Linked DNA regions of Macaca mulatta: region 1 is linked to region 2. The links are chromatin contacts, called in public Hi-C maps. All regions are on one chromosome and are shown on one strand. Each heading gives the region's core, a stretch centred on a gene start, on an enhancer-like site or on the middle of the called end of the contact. The rest is flanking DNA. Distances are from core to core; before and after follow the strand shown.

The links. Hi-C and Micro-C count contacts between places; a contact is called where the count stands out from the background.
Region 1: a Hi-C map of fetal cortex germinal zone shows a contact between it and region 2, with 2.9 times the contacts expected there. The contact joins the promoter of DCAF6 here to the promoter of MPZL1 in region 2. A contact is called at or near these places in 5 of 14 Hi-C or Micro-C datasets (blood, cortical neurons, fetal cortex germinal zone and 2 more).

Annotation. Positions count from the first base shown.
Region 1 is chr1:25,466,996-25,469,977 of T2T-MMU8v2.0, forward strand. It overlaps DCAF6 (DDB1 and CUL4 associated factor 6), which reads left to right and starts at 1,581. Exons shown (of 21, transcript XM_077999227.1): 1 at 1,581-1,857. It overlaps MPC2 (mitochondrial pyruvate carrier 2), which reads right to left and starts at 1,341. Exons shown (of 5, transcript XM_015125250.3): 1 at 1,077-1,341. The coding sequence starts at 1,185.
Region 2 is chr1:25,256,106-25,259,498 of T2T-MMU8v2.0, forward strand. It overlaps MPZL1 (myelin protein zero like 1), which reads left to right and starts at 1,715. Exons shown (of 9, transcript XR_013416190.1): 1 at 1,715-2,035. TRNAP-CGG (transfer RNA proline (anticodon CGG)) reads left to right here and starts at 2,172; the gene lies at 2,172-2,243. TRNAP-AGG (transfer RNA proline (anticodon AGG)) reads right to left here and starts at 2,953; the gene lies at 2,882-2,953.

The DNA.
Region 1 (2,982 bases), core at 331-2,830, 210 kb after region 2:
GGGAACTAGACAACTTTCCTAATGATACCAACTGCAGAATACAGATTTTAACTATGTAGGAGAAAAAAAGCCACTTTTCGGGTAGCACTTCAGTCTTTCAATTTACAACACATTTTCTAGTTTGCCAAGTCTTAGGCTTGAAAGAGACCTCAGAATATATCTGATGTTAGCCTCTAGCCAAATAAGTATTATTACAACTCACTTTAGAGAAGAGGTAACAGAATTCTAGATCTTAAGGCATTGGAATGTTTGTTTCTTATAGAGTTTTTTTTTTTTTTTTAACCACAAGAACACAAGTTTTCCAGTAGGCCAAGAGAGATGTAACATTTACTGAGCATTTACAAAGAGTCAAGCACATATGTTATCTGTCATTCTCGCAGACCGCATATTACACAACAGAGATCTAGGCTTTTGCTCAAGGTCACAACTATAATAAGTGGTAGAAGAGAATGAAATCCAGGTCTGTCCACACAAAAAACTCTGGGTAGAGCTTGTTCAACAATTTCATAAATAAGGACAGACTTAAAGAAACACACTGGACCTATGGGATGAGAAATGACACTGACAACCCTGGATGAAGTAAAGCATGCAGTTTGGGGGAGGGCTCAGTCTGCAGGCCTCTGCCAGCAGTAGCTGAAGAAAGTGTGACCTTTACTCCAAACCCTACAGTGCGACAAGCCACCCACCCAGCTCTGCCTAGCGTGGGTTAATATGCCACAATTCGAAAAGAGAAAGAGAATGAGTGTTTCATGGTGGCTGCAGACACTTTCGTGGCCGCAGAAGCTGAGAAGGCTCAAATTTGGAGGTCAGGTTTGGGTTGGAGTCGTGCGTAAGGGAGCGGATGTCACATAGGTGGGGAAGGGCGCTGACTTGAGATACGTTGGCTTAGGAAGAGATGTTGCAGGAGAGAGGGTGAAATGCAGAGGCTAGGAGAGTAAACGGCTTCACCTGAGGGGAAGGAAGGAGTTGGGGCTGTGGGATGCCTCTAGTGGCAGTTGTCAGAGGGCCTCTAAAAGGTCCATTTTAGAGGAAGGGGGAAGGAAGGTCTCGATAACGAGCCATTCAGGGTCCATTACCTGCTGGATGGTTGTACAACGGCCTCAATTTCTCGGGCAGCATCAGCTCCACTTTATCGAGGAGCCGGTGGTAGGTGGCCCGCAGGCCTCGGGCACCGGCGGCCGACATCGCCGCCGAGGGATCGTGAGCAGCCGGGTGGGAGCGTGGCTCTGTTCTCGTCCCTGGCTGACAACGAAGGGGAGCTAGTCACTTTTCCTTGCCACGACGCCTGGCGTCCGTCTCTCGCCTGGAGAGCCCTTCCCGCGGTTCTCGCTGCCCGGCTGTGAACCAAAAAGCTGCCGCCCGCACCCCGCGAAGGTTGAGGGGGCGGAGGCTGCCAACGGCCCGCCCCTGGTCCGCCTCCGCCCCGGCAGGAGAGAGGGAGGAGGAGCCTCGGCAACAGGTGCCAAAATAATCACCTCACCGAGTCCGCCCAGCGCCCTCCTGGCAGCGCGCTTGCGCAGACTGAGCTGCCCGCCATGATTGGCCCGCCCCGAGGCGCGGGCGGGGTGCAGCGGAACCTCCTCTTTCTCCCCGCTGCCCTCGAGGCCATGTTGGAGAAGGGAAAGTGAAGCTGCGCCGGCTCTACTGCCCCTTAACTTTGACTAAGCAGGCCCGTAGTTAAAATGGGCTTTTCGGGCCTTCAGTGCCTAAAGATGATGCTGCACTATTCTTTTGCTTCTTTTGACTGGAGACTCGTGAGCGAGAGACTACAGAATTGAGTCGCTTCTCTCTCTACTCCTCTTTTATCCCTAGCGACTTAAGAATCTGGTTAGAGTGGCCCGAATGCATTTTTCCACGGTGAGGGCAGCCGCGGCACACACCAGCCTCAGTCCCCGAGGTGGTCGTCATCTCGCGAGAAAGGGTTGGCGGGGAGGGTATCCAGGACGAGGAGAGGGAGGAGTCGCCATCGCCTCCGCCTCCGCCTCCTCCTGTTGGAGGGGGGCCGAGGGAGGAGACTGTTGCTGATCTTTGGATGTTCTGGTTAGTCTAAGAAGGAGAGTATGAGGCGAGCTCCGGCCCGGGTGCGGCCGGGCTTCGGGGGCCCAGGCGCCGCTGCTGCCACCGCCATCTAACGCTGCGCCCTGGAGGCCCGGCGCGCGGATGGTGCCGGTGCGGCTCGGGTGTTGATCCGGTGTCCCCTCCCCCTCTTCCCCTCCCCCACGCGGTGGTCTCCCCTCCCACCCGGCTCAGGCAGAGCCATGTCTCGGGGTGGCTCCTGCCCACACCTGTTGTGGGACGTGAGGAAAAGGTCCCTTGGGCTGGAGGACCCGTCCCGGCTGCGGAGCCGCTACCTGGGTGAGCGGGGGCCCCGGGGCGGAGGCGCTGAGGTCGCCGCCCAGAGTGGGGGAGGGGGCGCACTGCCGGGGTTGTTGGAGGTGGGACAGCGTCTCGGCGAGGGTGCCCCGAGACTCTGGGGTGTTGGGTGGGGCCTCGGTCGCCGAATCCCGTGGCGGTGCCTCCCCCAGTCAAGCCCCCTATGCTTGCTGCCAGCCGCCGCCCTTGCTGGGTTTTCCTCGGAGGGCCGGGCCGAGGGCAGAAGGTACTGGCTTGTAAGGGTGTTGGGGTCGCTAATAGGTTGGGACTCGGGGGACTTGCGGAACCTCCAGGAGCTGCCGCGTTTAGAGCAAAAGTTAGCTCTTTTGCTCTTTTCCAGCGCGCTCTCCCCGCTGAGCCGGAGAACCTAAGTTGTTGCCCACCCTCGTCTTCGATCTCAAGAGGGTTTAGGTGTCGGCTGCGACGCGTTGACCACCCTCAGGGACTTCACGCTCCAGACAGAATCCGTGTAAACTGTTCTTGCGGCGCTGAGCCAAAACCTAAAAGTGATAGCTGAGCTCTCCCCACCCCCGCGCGCTCTCCCAGTTCCACTCTGTTCTTCAGTTCGTTTTGACCGCTTAAAGGTGGTGTAAGGTTTCACGTTCCTTT
Region 2 (3,393 bases), core at 465-2,964:
CACTCTCAAAGGGAAAGAGGGTGACACTTTAGCTGCTCAGGACTTGCCCTAATGAAAACTCTCTCCCCAACCTTCCCCACCCTTGACCACCCTCAACCTACCAAACTGTGTTAAAAGCAATATCCAGTCGGGCGCGGTGGCTCAACCCAACACTTTGGGAGGCCGAGAAAGGCCGACCACGTGAGGTCGGGAGTTCGCGACCAGCCTGACCAACATGGAGAAACTCTGTCTCTACTAAAAATACAAAATTAGCCAGGCGTGGTAGCCCATGCCTGTAATTCCAGCTACTCGGGAGGCTGAGCGGGGAGAATCCCTTGAACTTGGGAGACAGAGGTTGCGGTGAGCTGAGATCGCACCATTGCACTCCAGCCTAGGCAACAAGAGCGAAACTCCGTCTCAAAAAAAAAAAAAAAAAAAAAGAAAGAAAGAAAGAAAAGAAAAAAAGCAATATCCAGTTCTCACACCTTAGGTCAGTGGGAGGAAGAAAAGTGGTCTCAGACAAGCAGAGGGTGTCAATAGTTTTACGCACTTCCAAACAAATAGAAGGCGTAGCCAGGGCTGCCCACCTTAGACCTGGGCCCTGTACCAGCCAGCGACAGGGCTTTGCTCTCTACAGCGCCAGAGTGGGCTAAAGAAAGGTTTTTCAGTGCTCGCTGTCTGTTCTGAGGTGTCTTCGCTGCATTTCCCCTGTTACGCTCCCTACGGGCATGAACCCTGGTCCTGACCTCCTATGGCTAAGTGTCGTCCCAAAAGCTCACTGACATTAAAAGGAAGGGAGGGAGAGAGAGAAAAGAGCAGAGAAGCGGGTGCACGTGGGAAGCTCTCGGTTAGCAGGTGAGAGGGCAAAAGCACCACCAGGACCTAGAAGAACGGTCTGCCCAAGCTACAGAGCAATGGGTTCCTTTTACGCTAAACTGAAAGTAGCCTAAGAATGCAAGAGTGTTTTAGAAATAAGGGACCTCTGCAACTTGGCCACAAACTGCAAGGAGCCGGAGTGCAGGGTGGCGGGCGGGAGTCGTGGGGCGGGGGGAAGCGGTGAGAGCAGTCCGAAAGCAGGCAAGACGAGCTAGACCCCCAGGCCGGGAAACCACACCCGCGGGAGACCCGGCACTCGGACTCCAGCTCCTCTGGGCGGAAGGGCCGTAGGGCAGGCTCAGATTTTCTGCTGGATGGGAGGGAGGAGACCGGGCCCACTGCCACTGCCCTCTCTCCTCCAACCTACCAAGGTACCAATCTTCTCCCCCACTCTCCAGTCCCTTTTATACGCCCCAGCCCCCAGTTCTCCCACCCTCCAGGACCTCGGGAGTTCCTAGACCAGCGCCACCGCCAGCTCCTAGCCCTGTGGACGTATGTGAGCGACTTAACATCTCTGAGCCTCAGTTTCCTCATCTGCAAATGGAGATACAATGGCACCTAGGTGATTATTACGAATATCAGGTGAGTTCAATACAAGCAAAGGGCTTAAAAGAGTGCATTACCCCCAAATGAAGGTTCGGGGAGTTAACTTAATATTCACTCTTTAGTCTCCCACCACCCCTTTCTTAGCCAGGATTCGGGTATTCCCTTCCCTCGCCCGAGTTCCCCATCCTCATTCACCGACCCAGTCGCGGAGCGAGCAGGCCCAGCTCTGCGTGCACTGACGCGCTGGGCGGGGCGTGGCCAAGTGCAGAGGTCCCTTATTTCGAAAACACTCCTGCATTCTTAGGCTACTTTCAGTTCAGCGTAAAAGGAATCCATCGCTCTGTAGCCTGGTCAGGGCGTTCTTCCAGGTCCTTGTGGTGTTTTGCCCTCTCACCTGGACGGGCGACCTGGCACCGGGCTGCGTACTGAGGCGCCCTGCCCCCTGCGCACTTTCCTCGGCCGGTACTCCCGGCGCCCGCCAACACTGCGAGTAGAACCGCCGGGGCCAGCCCGGGCTCCGGAAGGCGGCTTCCGGGAGCGCGTGAGAACGTGGAGGCCCTGCCGGCGATGGGGGGTTGGAACGGCCGGACCAGGCAAAAGCCTGTCCCTCCCTGCTCCTCCACGCGGCTGGGCGGTAAGCGCTCCGGACCAGAGGCTTAGGGAATCAGAGGACACGCAGCAGAAGGGTCGCAGGTTGTGGTTGTTCGGAACGTGAGGCGAGAGGCGGAACAAGGCTGAAGGGAAGCGCTGAGAGCGCCCTTGCCGAGAGCGGCTCGTTGGTCTAGGGGTATGATTCTCGCTTCGGGTGCGAGAGGTCCCGGGTTCAAATCCCGGACGAGCCCAGGCTTTTACCCCACCCACCTACACCCAAAATTTAAAAACAGATTTTTCCCCCCTGTCCCCCATATTCCATTCAGAAACTTAAATGAAAGCATACTGGTCCCATGAGCTCAAATGTTGATCCCCTTTGTGTTTTGAAGCGAAGGACCATGTGAGCTCAATTAATACAACATATGGTTACTGTACGCCCAAGGGCAACGCATTCAAATTGCTTTGTACCATGTAAAACACACACTTGAAAAACAGACGCCTAGTGCGGAATCCTGTGCACGCCTTTAACTCCTCCAAACGAGCAGGGGGCGTCATGGATTAGCAGGTCCCGGGGTTCGGGAATGAGCATTTCCGAGGAAAGGGGCGCTCGGGAGATACCCCCCCGGTGCTGGGCACTGTCGTGGATGAGTTTAAACCACGCCATAGGCAACCAAGAGCAGATCTCCCGATGTCTCTGTACATGCGCTGCATCCAGGAATAGACAGGTAGGAACAACGTTTTCATAGTACAATACTACATTACTAGCAAACTTTTTGCATTTTCAAAATGAGGCCTTTTAATGGTATTCCAACGTGGAGTGTGCTCCAAGTTTCTAAAAGTCTCAATTTTGTGTTTTACTCTGGTCAACCTGTGTTTATTACGTAAAAGAGGGCTCGTCCGGGATTTGAACCCGGGACCTCTCGCACCCTAAGCGAGAATCATACCCCTAGACCAACGAGCCGACATGCTTCTGGTTTGCCGTCATCGCTGAGGAATGCATAGCTATTTAGTCAGGCGCCCTCATGTGGTTGTTCGCATGTTAGGATTCGATCTTTCGGTTGTGTTTGCTTTCTAGAGATGATGCGTTTTCAATTTTCTTTCTTTTCTGTTTTGCTCTTTAAAAATCAGTAACACAGAAGAAAGCAAAGTAGTTGTCACTATCAGTATAATATCGACCTGTTATTTCGAAAACTGTAATTTTATTTCTATTCATGGCTAATAAATGGCTCTGAGTGTGGGACAATGTCACTGTGGCAGATTCCAGACTCTCTCCGTTACTGGGTCCTGGATGTTTCATTCGTTCTCTTTCGCACTTTTCTGTAATGTTGAAATCTCGGTTTCTTGCCGATATTTTTTATTGTAGTATTCAAAGCCCCACCTATTTAGCCTTGAGAATTCTCA